5 separate regions of the Mus musculus genome follow, and regions 1, 3, 4 and 5 are each linked to region 2. Evidence: chromatin contacts called from public HiCAR-type and promoter capture Hi-C data. All regions are on one chromosome and are shown on one strand. Each heading gives the region's core, a stretch centred on a gene start, on an enhancer-like site or on the middle of the called end of the contact. The rest is flanking DNA. Distances are from core to core; before and after follow the strand shown.

Region 1 (2,700 bases), core at 132-2,631, 880 kb before region 2:
CCTGGGAACCCACCATGGAAGAATACTCCCAAATAGTTCTCTGGCCCCCACTGTAGCGTGCACACATCTGCATGCACGCGCATGTACAATAATTAAAAAGAAAAAAAAAATACTCCAGGGGGTAACCACTTACTTTCTATCTTTTCTTTCTTGAAGTACTTCATTCCAGCCAATAAAGAGCCTCCAATGGCAAAGGTGAGAGCTAAAGACTTCCAAGAAACAGGCTACTGGGGCAGAGATTCAAACAATAAAACAAGTAAGATGCAAACACTTAACAGAACTCTATTTGTTATCTTCATTTTCACAGCAAGTACATACACACAAACCAGTTGCATACACTGAATGCTTCAGGTTATTTGGGGATAAGTAATGGCTATAATCTACTGCAAAAGCACCCGTTTCCAAGAAAAAAAAAATGCCCTAGTTAATTTACAAACTAATTAAGGGCTGGGGGGGGGGGCGAAGCTCACTTAATTGGTTGAGTGCTTGATTGTCATGTCCCAAGGCCATGGGTTCCACGCCAAGCACTGTATAAAAGTGGGTGTGGCAATGCACACCTGTAATCTTAAGCATCCTGGGAGGGGGATCAAGCTCAACAGTCATTCTTGGCTACATATAGAGTTCTAGGCCAATCTAAGATATAAGACACCTGATCTCAACAAACAAAAAAAGTGACTGATGACCGGCTTATGCTGATACTGAGGATAAAAATACATCTGGGAAAGTTACCCAACTGGCTTCCAAAATGACATCAAAAGAAACCTAAAAGTGGGGCTTCCTGAAAACTAACATTGTGTTATTTCTCTGTACTCTTTAAAGTCCAGAGCTGATTCCCCCCCCCCCCCCCCCGGAACAAAAGCCCGAGTTGTAACCGCGCGGAGGGAGAGTAGGTTCTCAAATTCTGTAAAGGCTGGGACCAGGAAACAGTTCTGTCAAAGTTGGAACTATCGCTGACCAGGAAGCAAGGAAGGGATTCCATGGCCCTTTCACGCCAGGAAGTTCCTGAGATGTGACCTTGCAGGGTGCAGAGATGGAAAGCTGCAGAGAGCGCCGAGCCCAGAAGGCTCCATGCGGACACTCACCCCAGGCTTCGGGCGGTGAGACCCGGCTTGACCGCCCTTGGGCTCCGGACCGGCCCCCGGCGGTGGCGGCCCAGCGCTGAAGGCTCTGCTCCGCAGGCAGGAGCACGCTTCCTCCGGTCTCGGCCTCTCCGCCACATCCCTGAGCCCATGGCCGCGAGGGAACAGACGCCAGAGCTGGCGACACTGCGACCTCACCACTGCGGCGCGTACAAGTGCTGCCATGAGTTTAGGAGACCGCGCCTCCTTTGGGCCACCTCTCCATTTCCGCTCGAGCTTCCGCTTCTGCCGGAAGCCGAAGGAGGCCGCTCTTTCCTCTTGGCTCGTTGGTGACGCTGTTTGCCCTCTGGTTGTGGAGGAGTCCCGGGTCCGGCGGCTGATAGCGGTAGGTGGTTCTCAGGATTGGAGAAGGGTGGAGCTGCTTGTGGGCGGCGAGCTTTGGGAGATGGTTCCTTGGGATCCTGGCCTGGGCCTGGCGGCGGCTGGAAAACACAAACATCGCAGTGGGACGAGGTGGCCCTGGGTCTTCTAGCCGGGTTCGCTCCTCCCAGCTGCAAGGGACTAGGGGATCCCTTCCTACTGCCCGGTCTAAAAACCGGCCGGGTGGAACTGCGAGGTCTCGGACCCCAAATTAGAAGTCATCCCATAACTTTTGAAATAACCATAATAACCCATGACTTGGAAGAAATAATAAATAAGACTTTGAGTGTCTAGGATAGTAAGATGACTTAAGACCAAAGTGGCAGCGCTTCTAACTGTAATACAAGCCGCCTGCTAATAAGGAAGGCACTGCAAAGGTGTGTGCTGCGTCATACCCATCCTTCTTTTAGTCTCCGTGGCTCATTTCTTTAAAAGGTCTCCCACCTACCCAACCTGTCTCAGATTTTAAACTGTGTTGAAGGTTTCCTCATTTGGGACTGCTTAGTTGGCTACAGCTACACTTTCTTGTTGTTGTTCCTTGAGAAATTTTAAGTCGTATTCGTTTTGTTTGTTTATTATTTGCAGTGCACGCGCTGAGCAAATGATCTCCACCTCATTGTTTTCTCACCTTTGCCCCTCTCTCCCCACCCCGCCCTGTGGTGTTGTGTATAACAACATCCGTCCTTTAATTAAAGCACTTTTTTTTTTTTTAAACTCCAAGGGGATCCCAGCATTGCTTCAGGGATTGTTGCATTGGAGCATGATACTGTTCTTCTCCGTGCTTGGCTTTTTTGATCTATCGGGCTGCTCTCTAACACCGTAAGTAATATAGTTCAGTGATTCTTGTTTTGCCTCGGCCAGGTTGATCAGCAATCTCATGAAATTTATACTCAAAGTTACTAGAAGTTTTTGTTTTTTGTTTTTTTATAAAACAAATCATTGTTGAAGTTTATGAAAAGATTTTAACACAAATTGAAGAGCATAGATGAATAGAGAGATGCTTAGGAGGAGAGTACACACCCAAAAGCATGGGCTTTTCAGGAGTCACACTTTAATGTTTTTATAACAGTATATATAATTTGGGTGGCTTCTGAAGGTACATCTTAAAAGATCGTCAAACAACTTTTTTCTTTTAATCTCATTTTTCTGGGTAATAGATTATAGGCTGGCTCCAGGGGTACCTTGGGTAGGGTTACACAAG
Region 2 (2,827 bases), core at 315-2,814:
CAGGCACTAAGGAGGTTGAACTCGGGCCCTTGTGCTTGCAAAGTAAGTTTTTCTATCCACAAACACATCTCCCCGTTCCATCATTCATCCAGTTTTTATATATGTTGGGGGTATGAGAACAAACAAGATAAAGGGGAAACAAAGCCAGGGTGAGAGGGGCACAAATTTTATTTGAAGAGCCAATAGAATGTAGATGAGTTCTCTCTATATATAAAACATAAGCAGATTAACACAATGGAGATCTGCCACCCAAATGGCATGACTACTCCTTATAGGAAGAAGGGAAGAAGAGAGGAAAGGAGGGAGGCAAACAAGGGAGGAAGGAGGGAAGGAAGGAAGGAATTAAGATATGTAAGAATCCTCTGACATTTCTATTTTCCCCCAACGTCTTTTTGGGAATATCAATTATCAGATTCATTTTGCCCCTTTCTTCTTAATTGCTCCACTTGTTGTTTAATGCAGCAATGATAAAACACTCTTTATAGACACAAAGATCCATTTTCTAATGCAAACATTTTCATCACAGAACCCCTGGGTCCCAGTTATCGAGCAGTAAATCATTTCAGCTTCCAGGCACTGGTGTTGTCCTGGGCGGGGCTGGGGGGGTGGTTCTTGTTAAGCCAAGCTGCCTTTGATAAGTGCTACTCTGTTAATAGTCCTTGAAGCCTGATGTAAACATTCACTTTACTAAGAAATCCCGCAGTCCCTGGGAGGTAATACAATCGGGGGTGGGGGTGGGGGGGCAGACAGGAGATTCTTGCAGACCGGAAGGCCTCTGGCTGAGTGTCCATTTCCTTTTTACACACACATATCCATTCCTTCGTTCACACACGCATACAAAGACCCAAGTGATTGATTCTGATCACGGAGAAGGATCAAACCTATGAGGAGTGATAATTTTCCAGGTCAGAAGGGGAGCACGCTGCATATTTACAAGCACTTCAGTATATTTAAGAATTGACCTCGGGCCACTCGCATGGAAGACCATTGTCCAGCACAGCTGCCCTTTTGGCAAATGAAGGTGCAGGCAAAGCAAGGTACTGGAGATTATTTTTTACAATAATTTATTATAAATGTCTGAAGAGGAGACATTCGAAGTGATTGCTAGACACGCATGCTTATTTAATTGCAAATTTAAATGAAACAATTAAGCCCTGTGTCACCAACAGGTCGAGTGTCGCTGGAAGCTCATAATTTGAAGGAAAAAAAAAAAGTTCTATCCAACAGCATTCTCCGAAAGTGTTTGAGTTGTTATCTTGGGAAAAAAATTGTATTGCATTCATGGTATTATCCTTGGCGTTGGGATTAACTTTTTAAATTATATATTTAGGACAGAGTAAGAGAACTATTCATTTTGTGTATGGAGGCGTCTGAAGACTTTAATCTGGCCTTAGACAAAAGAATCCCACGCAAGCCTGTGCCTGTAGTCTTCAGAGCACGTCTAGTCTACCAGACCAGCTTGGATGTGAGAGCTTCCACCAGTTTCCCAGCAACAACGACGCGACCCCGCCCCTTCTCAGCCCCTGCCTACCTTATTAACTTAGTGGGGCGGAGCTAGAGTCCAGTGCCCAATATAAGGAGAGCAGAGGCAGGAGGGCCTGGCATCCCCGTCGCTAGGGAAACAGACGCTGCAGCTGGCAACACGCGATGCCCGGCGCCAAGGAGCAGGCAGCGCTGGCGGAGTCTGGGGACGAGGAGCCTGGAGACCCGAGGCTGCGGCTTCTGGGGACTTTTGTGGCTCGGAGCCTGCGTCCGGCCGCGGGCACCTGGGAGCGCTGTGCAGGCACAGCCGAGGCGGGGAGGCTGCTGCAGGCCTTCCTGGATCACAACGCTGCCTCGGATCCGCGGCCACTGCTGGTGGTTCAGTCCGGGCCCGGGGGCCTGGTGGTGACACCCGGTCTAGACGCAGGACCAGAGCCCAGCCGAGCTCGCGCCAAGGGGCTCTTTTTCTTGCGCACTAAGTCCGAGCCTCCGGGAAATCACAGCCTCCGCGGCACGGTGCTCTGCGGGGACCTACCCGCGGTGCCACTGGAGCACCTGGCCCCGCTGCTCTCAGAGGTGAGGGTGGGTGGATGGCCCCTTGCTAGCAGAGGCTCGAAGTCTAAGGGAGGGAAGGGGGAAGAGGGGCGTGTGCATGAGGGGCGGGGTCAAAACCAAAGAGGTGGGGCGACGCTGCAGAGGGATTGGTACGTGGGCGGGGTCACAGGAGGAGTCTGTGGTGGAGTCTGAAAGAAAAAGGGCTGAGATTGGAGCACAGCCTGGGAGGGAGTGGAAGGGCAGGGCTGCCAGTAAACCAAGACCCTGGTTGGTGATCTGCTGGGTGCCAGCTGGGGACAAGTCTGGGTGAAAGCCAGGCCACAATATGAACCAGCTTTGGGTCAGGGGGTTGGTTCAAGAGGAAGTCATAGTGTGAAGAATGCCTGAGTCCTGGCAGCTTTGTAAGTCATCACGCAAGGGCCAAGGACAAGAAAGTGGTGAATTTTGAGTTAAAGTTTGTCTGCTGGATGGGAAGGAGCTGCACTGCTTTAAATAGTATCTACCTTTGCAAAGAAGTTTAGAAGGAGGCGATTTGGTTTTGATTTTAATGTCCTTCATTTACCATGCAAACATTTATGGAACTGCCTTGGGCTGGCAGCAGTTGGGTATCTTTTGGTCAGCAGGCATTGGGAAGAATCTGTCCCACCTCTGGGAAAAGAGATACAGGTGGAGCCTCTGGGCCTTCAGAGCTCAGAGGATTTTCGCAATGGTAGTTAGATGAGAATCTTGAACCCATTAGACCTTCCCAAAGGAAGAAAGCTTTCCTGGTAGTTGAGTTGAGCACATGTGC
Region 3 (2,700 bases), core at 55-2,554, 670 kb before region 2:
TCTCTATGTGAGTCTGTGAATTTTACATGATCTGCATCATACCCTTCTCTCTTGAACTTCAGCCTGTAAAAGAGTCTTCCCAAGGGTTGGTGCCTTAGTTAGGCTTTCCTATTGTGAACAGACACTATGACCAAGTCAACTCTTAAAAGAACAACATTTAATTGGGGCTGGCTTACAGCTTCAGAGATTCAGTCTATTATCATCAAGGTGGGAGCATGGCAGCTTGATGGAGGAAGAGCTGAGATCTCTACTTCTTAATCTGAAAGCTGCTAGAAGAAGACTGGCTTCCAGGCAGCTAGGACAAGGAAGTTGAAGCCCACACCCACAGTGATACACCTACTCCAACAAGGCCTCACCTCCAAACAGTGCCACTTCCTGGGCCAAGCATATGCAAACCATCACAGTAGGAAGAGCAAGAGATTAGGGTAAAGTTGGAATTATCTGTGAACGACCATTTTATATTTGTAGTATATCTAGATTCTGTCTGTTTAGCATCGATAAAAATAAACCTTACAAGAAAGAAAGATAGGAAGTCTTGGAGCCTTTTGGTAGTCAAGGAATTTTAACTAGAAGCAAGTAACAGGGACATATAGAAGGGTTCTTTTTCTTTTTTGCTTGACCTCTTTGTTCCTTGTCTTGAATGGGGATTTTCCCCTGTATATCCGTATACTGACACTCTAAAGAAGAGGGACCTTTCTGAAGCATAGTTTGTATTTCCCAGAAGAAAGCTAAGGAGAAGATCTGTATATACATCTTACAATATAGTTGTTAGACCCATAGTAATTGTGGGAGCTGATCTGGGGCATTTTCTCTGTAGACAAGATCAACAAGACAGATTGGATAAGATATGATAATGAGGTTAAGATATTATACAAAAGTTCCCATAAGTTCTCATTCCAGCCTTAGCCTTTAATTTATGTATAACAATTTTGGTCTTTTCTTTCTAGCCTTCCTTCTTTCCTTTTCTCTTTCTTTCTCTTCCTCCCTTCCTTCCTTCCTTCCTTCCTTCCTTCCTTTCTTTCTTTCTTTCTTTCTTTCTTTCTTCCTTCCTCTTTCTTCCTTTTCGTTCTTTCTTTGTTTCTTTCTTTGTTTCTTTCTTTCTTTCCTCCTTTCTTTTTTCTTCCTTAGTAGGTTTATTTCTTAGTAGGTTTATTGATTTTTATCAATACTAAGAAGACAGATCCTAGATATACTCAAAGCAAAAAAAAAAAGTCCTTCCTGAAGGTGACTTCTTGGCTTCTTCCCACAAAGCCCAAGCTGCATGCCTCTCAAGTTTCTAAGAGGGGCTGAGTTTAGCCCAGGCACCTCACACAGCAGGAATTCAATGCATGCAGCAAAGCCTGCCTTGCTTAATGCATTCAGCTCTTTTGTCCATGGGAGCTAATATCCTTTTGGGAAATGCTGTCATTTAAGCTGAAATGTGGAGGAAGGAGAGGGCTGGGAGGGAATGTAGACTCATGCCATATAACCCCCTATCTCCAACCACTTAATAACTTGGCTAAGTGCCACAATCAATACAGAACCATCAGCCAGGCTCCAGCCCCTTGATGCCTCCCCAATCAATCAACAAGATTTAGTAAGCCACCAGTTGGAATCTATGTCACTTAAAAAGTGTGGATTCCTGGACCAGTCCTACAGAGACTGAATAATTCCTCCTGGGCACTTTGATTAGCTTCCATTTGGAGAGCAGTAGCCTATTGACAGAAGCCCAGCTGGTAGACCTTCCACTGTATGCCTAGGCCACACAGGCACTTAGCATAGGAACCAATCATGTCTCCATTTTTCTCCTCCAACATTACTCTTCTGTCAATTAAATTAATAGTGCATTCTCCCCATGGACCCGCGCTTAAGAGGAGAACTGTCAGATGGGCTAAGCTTATGGTACTCATTCCTTTTGCATTTATTATCTCACAGGTTCATTATCATTTTAATTTTCTAAGTAGTTATGATTAGGCCTCAGTTTTCAGGAGGAAACTGAGGTAAAGGAAGGATGACATTTCTCTCAGTTGGGGTCAAGTGATCCCTGTGCTGTGGTCTGTGATCTCACCTACCCAGGAAACTATCCACAGTGACAGGGGTCAGGAAGGAGCTGTGTGACTCCAGGAGTCCCAGTCAGCCACAGATACCCACCGCTAGCACCTTCACACTTTCAGACCTACCACGAATACTTGCCCAGAGCCTTTCACAGCTACTCTGATCTCTTCCTCTAGCCTCATTATGTCCACTGATATCAAAACCCTGTATTCACAGGTTAGGGTGAGTCTGGCACATCATAACCCCACTCTCTTACCACTCACCCCCAACTCAAGACCGTCATCTGCTGTGACCTCTGGAATTTTGGATTCTTTTCTTGCAAAATGTCTGTTCTCAGCCTCCTCTCTGGACACCTAATTTCTTCTTGCACTAAAGAGGACCTTGCCTCAGGGGACTATTTCCTCTACTGGAATTAGTCAGCTCCGACCTTCCATTTCGATTTATTTGGTTATTCATGGTCACTAATGACATTTCCAGCAACTCTATTTCACATAGCTCTGACCACCACCTTCTACCTTCTAACTCTCCATCTTACATGTAACTCTAGCGATCCCTCAGGCTGACAGGAACATCATCCCGTATGCCAGGCTAATCCTGCCCCTGCCTATAGCACCTTGAAATAGCTTCTCGTGGATGCTAGATAGAAGAAAGTAAGCAAAACGGCCG
Region 4 (2,767 bases), core at 48-2,547, 910 kb before region 2:
TGAAAAAAAAAAGGTAAAAGAATTCCTTAAAGAGAGAATACTAAGCAGAAAATGGCAGAGACAGCTTTGAACTGTTTTGAATCGACATGGTTTCTGCCTCCCATGCTAAGAATAGACTGAAGGCCAGGCATGGTGGTCTATGCCTTTAGTCCCAGAACTTCGGAGGCTGCGACAGGTGGATCTCTGTGAGTCTGAAGCCAGCCTGGTCTACCTAGAGAGTTCAATGCCATCTGGGGCTACACAGTGAGATCCTGTCTCAAAAAACAAAGGAACAACAAACCACCATAGAGAATAGATGGGAACCTCTAGCCGCACCCCTGAGGATGAAGCCTGCACTTCTCCGTTAAGCTCTGTAACTCCTCGGGGGCACAGGCATGAGGGGGCAATGGGTGATCTGGGTTTACCTGAAGACTTCCTGAAGCTCTGGGATGTGGCCCCAATGCTCACCTGAGTCACACCTGCAGGACAGCAGAGAGCAGCAGCAGTTGTGGACGTATGGGACCTGCAAGAGCATGCACACAGAGTTTAGTGGCCACCGTGATGTCTGCTTCTGTGACGAACCAGACCTTGGTGAGGCTCAACTAAGACACACAAAGGACTAGACAGTCAGAAAGATCCTTAGCTCTGAGGCAAGCCCTAGGACTGCAGACAGATCATAGTCTACAGCTAGGCATAACTACCAACTGCCTGGCAGGTTGGCTCCTCCAGCCCACTCTGACAATTTCTTCAGACTGCAAGATCCTTCATTGTGAACAGGGCAGGGATTCTAAATGGACTGAGTCCCTGCCAATAAAAGCTTCTGTTAGCGGGTGGGGACAGGCCTCCTGGTTATCTGAAAATGGAGACGATGCTGAGATTGGCTAATTTAAACCTGTTAAGCAAACATGTAGTCTTGAGGCCACTAAACACCCAGCAGGTATAGCGTCCAGGTAGGAAACACAGAGTCCCCTGTTCATTCTGTGGATCAGAGAGGCAACAGGAGAACATGGAGCCATGGTGGACAGGCCCATGCCTGTCCAACAGGATCCTTCCCAAGCAGAGAAAAGAAAGGGTGGGCAGGACCCCAGCTTCGATGATCTGCTAGAGGCAGTGGGATGCTGGGCTCTTGGGTCTCGCATCTCACTCTACTGTATTCCTTGAGAACGCCTTGAGAAGAGAAAAGAGGCTTGCCTGCTATAACAAAGCCAGGGAGGGCCACAGTCCAGGGCAGTGGCCGAATCAGGTCTAGAAGCAGTAAATGCCACAGAGATACTAGGAAAGTGTAAGACTTACCTCTGACTGTGACAGAGAGAAGCATAGAGGAGAGCTGCCCCCTGGGCTTTTATAGGCCACCACTAACCCCCTGGGCTCATTCTTCCTCTATATTTGGAAAGAGAATGACTGACACCACAGGCTGAGAACTGGCCCCCTCCACACGTATTTTTCGCCGTTGCCAAGGGAAAAGTATATATAGAAATGAGCAGGGTCCGAAACCATTTTTTCCAACTGTAGAAAGCTGGGAATTTGAGATGCCTTGCTCTGTGAACTCAGGGCTGTAGCTTCTCCACCTAGCACAATGGGATCTCCTTTGCTTTAGGAGCCCCTACCTGGCTCCATCCTGCAGGCCATCCCACCCTGAAATCAGCTGAAGCCACTACCACTTGGGAACAGGGGACACACAGTTGTGCTATTTGCTTAGAAAGCTCATCGAAGATAAAGTAGAATTGAACTTGTTGAAGTCCCCTCACGGTTATGAGCCAAACTCTGTAAAACTTGTGCAGTTGGATTATAGTTTTTTTTTTCTCCTTCTCCATCTCTCTCCTTCCCCTCATTACTTTCTGTCTCATTACTATAATTATTTACTTAATCCTTTCTTAAGCACTAGCAGGACCAACAAGCAAGTAAATGACAGGGAGCTATGCCACCAGCCCATGTTCACAGTGACAGCTGCTTAGGGGCCTGTGGTTATCAAGACATATTACCAATTAGGAAAGGCCAGCTGCCAGCCTAGATAGGGGGCGAGGGGAACGGTAGTGGCCTGAAGAGAAAGGGGGGATGGGTATCGCCTAACAGATGCTGTCATTTCTAAATCAGGACTGGAAAATTAAACCTTAACAAGAGAATTAAGGTACAGTTGACATTTTTGTCCATTTCCATTCCTCTCTTTCCTGGTCCAGTCTTTGTGGTGAGGGTCTGAGTTGTATGGGGTCATGGTTGTTCATTTAATAGAGAACTTCATGCCAATACATCCCATTTGAGAATATGGACTGTCCTCTTACAGCCTACCCATACACTGGTAAGGGAAGAAGGGAGAAAGCAGGACCAAAGTCTTCATAGGGACCATTATTTTTTTCGAGACAGGGTTTCTCTGTGTATCCCTGGCTGTCCTGGAACTCACTTTGTAGACCAGGCTGACCTCGAACTCAGAAATCTGCCTGCCTCTGCCTCCCAAGTACTGGGATTAAAGGCATGCACCACCACCGCCCGGCCATAGGGACCATTATTAAACATCCTCTGTATGTTCTTTCCTATTGAGGACTCTTCAAAAAGGCAGAGTGGAATCGGAAGATAGTCTTTCCCCAACATAAACCATTTTGTGGGCAATGAGTCATACAGCCTTCACACATTCCCTTCCAAGATTTAGGCAATTTCATAGCAGAGAGGCCACGCTGAGGCTCTCTGATGCCTGTGGTTAGCTAGACATCAGGCCACAGTGAAGTCACATCTTCTCATTGCTCCTCTTGCTCTAGTTTGGACTGAAATGTCCCTCTTCCTTCTAGCACCATTC
Region 5 (2,700 bases), core at 186-2,685, 860 kb before region 2:
GAGGGGATATATGAGATATGATTGTGAACTCAGGCTATGGAGCAAAATGCTGAGGAGGTCATCTAATTTGGGGAGAGGGGACTCTGGATAACAAGCAGTTTCAGGCCATGGTTCTACTGCACCAACATTCAAACCAGGCTAGAACTCAGCTCTGCATTCCTGGTGTTCTCACTCACTGCTCTCTATACAGTGAACACTGTCCCCAAACCCAAGAATGAGTTTCTCAGTGATACTGTGCAGTCTGCCTCCAAGACGGTCTATTGTTGTCTGAGAACAAAAGTCACAGATGGATATAACCGGCACACATCCTTGTTACGGCTGTCATAAAGGTTAGCATAATGTATGTCAAATGACTAGCATGTTGTAAGTCCTTAGCAAAGACAGGAGCTCTTACTGTCATGCCCGGTGTAGTCATGGGAAGTGGGAGTCGCTGGTATAAGCTCTCTCTGCAGAAAGACTTTCGTGTCTACAGAAAGTTCAGAATTCACATCTCCATCAGTTATATGATCAGAGTGATTTCCCCCTCCGATGCGAAAAATTAGGGACATGAGCTCACAGAGGTATTAATTTCTGGGTTTTAGACAAGAGTCCCAGGATCAGAGTGTAGTCGTGTCAAATGGAGGAACGTTTTGCAAGTAGCTCATACTCACCACCCACAACTCTGCATCTGGATCGTTTACCTAGAATGTCAAAACGTCAAGGTGTTAGCTCACATTAGATCCATGTATCCTCTGTCTGGTCTGGCCTTGTGTTTACTATTCATTGCGAAGAACTAGGCGCTACAATGGGCTCAGGGTACATAACACCATGAGCTAGTTTAGCAGTCTGCACATCCCGATGGCAGCAGGGACTCTCCTCTCGGTTGAACACAACAGGTAGATCTAACCACCCAGCCATGCATCTTTTGAAAATAACTGCTTGGGATTTCCTAAGAACTATTATAGTGTATATGAAAATCCTAGGTCCCAAGATACGAGGGCAGTCACCCTGAGGATGATCAGGAAGAGGTCTAGGAAGGGTAAGGATGCTGTCTATTCTATTTCCACTTTCCTCCCAGGCGCTAAAACCCATCTCACTGAGGCTGAAGATTCGAAAAGGTGTCAGAGCTGCGGTTCTGGGCCCCTTTCTAAGTGACCGGCTGCACAAACTTGCACGCGGGGCCGCTAGGTCAAGCTCTGAGTGCGTTGCCTAACTACACATATTCATCCATGTTCTTTCTGCTTGAAAGGACTCTGTGGGTCCCAATTCGGCTCCACCCTGAGAACTGGTCGCCCAGGCTTCGCGGTCCCTCTGCCAGCCCTCCTCAGCCCGCCTGACCTGCACCACAGCGGCCAGGGCGAAGAAAGCTGCCATGAGTGCGTTGCAGGCCCGCCACAAGCCGGGAGCCCAAGTAGCCACTGCTGGCGCCATGACCTGGAAGCCGGAGGAGCAGGACAGGCCCCAGAGGGGCGTGGCCAGAGGGCGAGGCTGGGCTAGCGGGGCGGTACCCAGGAGGGGCGGGGCGTAGTAGGTGGGGGAGGGACAAGGGGCAGGGCTCAGACAGCGGGAGCGGGGATACAAGGGCGAGGCGAGCCCTTCTTCCCTCCCCGCCCTCCTCAGGTCTAGAACGGTCTTGCGGCGCTCTCTAGTGGATAAAGTGTATCATTGGCATGTGCCTTTCTTTTCCCTTATTCTTTCTCTCATTAAAAAAGCAAATGAAGCCGGGCGTGGTGGCGCACGCCTTTAATCCCAGCACTCGGGAGGTAGAGGCAGGCCTGGTCTACAAAGTGAGTTCCAGGACAGCCAGGGCTACACAGAGAAACCCTGTCTCGAAAAAACAAAACAAAACAAACAAACAAACAAACAAACAAAGCAAATGAAAGAAACAAAACAAACACAACAGAACAAACCAGAAACGCAAATGAAGAAGAGAAAGGAAAAGAAAAAGGACGCGCTAGCGCGCGTGTTCTGGTTAGGTTTTGTTTTTGTTTTTGTTTTTCCGTTTTCTGTGAAAGGGTCCAGTGGCTGTCCTGGAACTCACTATATAAAACACACTAACTTCAAACTCACAGTCTGGTCTCATTTACACATTCATAGTCCTAAATAGTGCTGGAATTAGTATTTAAGTGCTTCTTTTTAAAGCTCCCGTGCTTCCAGAGGGAGGAAAACATTGCGACATTTCTGAAGTGAGTTCCAGAGGCAGCTCCCTTTACCTTCACGTGCTCTCATCATATAAGATATTTATTTATGTATTATACATATTTATATTTCTAACCCATCTGCAAAACCAACGTTTCCAACACTCATTTGCTATGCATTTCTTAGAAAGGGAAGACTTGGAAGTATTGGCAGCTCTCTGCTCACTTATTTCAGCCAGTTTCCTGTTGTGTAAGCTACGGAGTAGCTCTTCTTTGGGCTCATTTACACATGCATAGACCGAATCATTGTTATTCTAAATAGTCTTTGTCACCTCAAATCCTGCATTTTGGGTGCCTGACTGTTCTGCTTTCCTTTTAACTAAAAGAAGAAAAAGATCAACTTCTCAGAAGTGTTTTCCATTCAAGGGCAGCCTTTAGAGCAGCACTTCTCAACTTGTGGGTCGCGACCCCTTCGAGGGGGCCAAAGGACCCTTTCATAGAGTTCCCCTAAGACCACCAGAAAGCAGATTTGCATTATGATTTATAACAGTAGCAAGATTACAATTATGAATAGCAACAAAAA

Evidence for each region. Promoter capture Hi-C pulls out the DNA fragments that hold promoters and counts their contacts. HiCAR-type assays count read pairs that join an accessible place to other places.
Region 1: a contact with region 2 is called in a promoter capture Hi-C map of stem cell-derived epiblast-like cells, with 4 times the contacts expected there. The contact joins the promoter of Adprm here to the promoter of Dnah9 in region 2. A contact is called at or near these places in 4 of 39 promoter capture datasets (cranial neural crest, frontonasal cranial neural crest, second pharyngeal arch cranial neural crest and 1 more) and 2 of 115 datasets of contacts at active chromatin or transcription factors (astrocytes and stem cell-derived neural progenitor cells).
Region 3: a contact with region 2 is called in a promoter capture Hi-C map of neural stem cells. The contact joins the enhancer-like site here to the promoter of Dnah9 in region 2. A contact is called at or near these places in 9 of 39 promoter capture datasets (cranial neural crest, embryonic stem cells, hematopoietic stem and progenitor cells and 5 more) and 1 of 115 datasets of contacts at active chromatin or transcription factors (embryonic forebrain).
Region 4: a contact with region 2 is called in a promoter capture Hi-C map of hippocampal neurons, with 4 times the contacts expected there. The contact joins the promoter of Myh3 here to the promoter of Dnah9 in region 2. A contact is called at or near these places in 3 of 39 promoter capture datasets (the 3T3-L1 cell line, embryonic stem cells and hippocampal neurons) and 2 of 115 datasets of contacts at active chromatin or transcription factors (astrocytes and embryonic stem cells).
Region 5: a contact with region 2 is called in a HiCAR-type map of astrocytes, with 4 times the contacts expected there. The contact joins the promoter of Tmem220 here to the promoter of Dnah9 in region 2. A contact is called at or near these places in 3 of 39 promoter capture datasets (cranial neural crest, hippocampal neurons and maxillary cranial neural crest), 5 of 484 Hi-C or Micro-C datasets (all in embryonic stem cells), 6 of 115 datasets of contacts at active chromatin or transcription factors (astrocytes, embryonic stem cells and stem cell-derived neural progenitor cells) and 1 of 9 other capture datasets (embryonic stem cells).

Annotation. Positions count from the first base shown.
Region 1 is chr11:67,051,299-67,053,998 of GRCm38.p6, reverse strand. Adprm (ADP-ribose/CDP-alcohol diphosphatase, manganese dependent) reads left to right here and starts at 1,381. Exons shown (of 5, transcript NM_025510.3): 1 at 1,381-1,464; 2 at 2,221-2,318. It overlaps Sco1 (SCO1 cytochrome c oxidase assembly protein), which reads right to left and starts at 1,329. Exons shown (of 6, transcript NM_001040026.1): 1 at 1,083-1,329; 2 at 134-224. The coding sequence starts at 1,304.
Region 2 is chr11:66,167,288-66,170,114 of GRCm38.p6, reverse strand. Dnah9 (dynein, axonemal, heavy chain 9) reads left to right here and starts at 1,564. Exons shown (of 69, transcript NM_001099633.1): 1 at 1,564-2,058. The coding sequence starts at 1,648. Gm12296 (predicted gene 12296) reads right to left here and starts at 2,080. Exons shown (of 3, transcript NR_153847.1): 1 at 1,532-2,080.
Region 3 is chr11:66,835,810-66,838,509 of GRCm38.p6, reverse strand. No RefSeq gene overlaps it. Among named protein-coding and RNA genes, the nearest start is that of Pirt, 75 kb to the left of the region's middle. Within about 2 kb of position 1,304, at least 8 of the 459 cell types and tissues checked have an H3K27ac peak or open chromatin away from gene starts, as enhancers often do. A contact at or near this core is called in neural stem cells, where this site is marked.
Region 4 is chr11:67,076,830-67,079,596 of GRCm38.p6, reverse strand. Myh3 (myosin, heavy polypeptide 3, skeletal muscle, embryonic) reads right to left here and starts at 1,297. Exons shown (of 41, transcript NM_001099635.1): 1 at 1,273-1,297; 2 at 448-458.
Region 5 is chr11:67,023,889-67,026,588 of GRCm38.p6, reverse strand. Tmem220 (transmembrane protein 220) reads right to left here and starts at 1,435. Exons shown (of 6, transcript NM_001291042.1): 1 at 1,318-1,435; 2 at 651-680. The coding sequence starts at 1,410.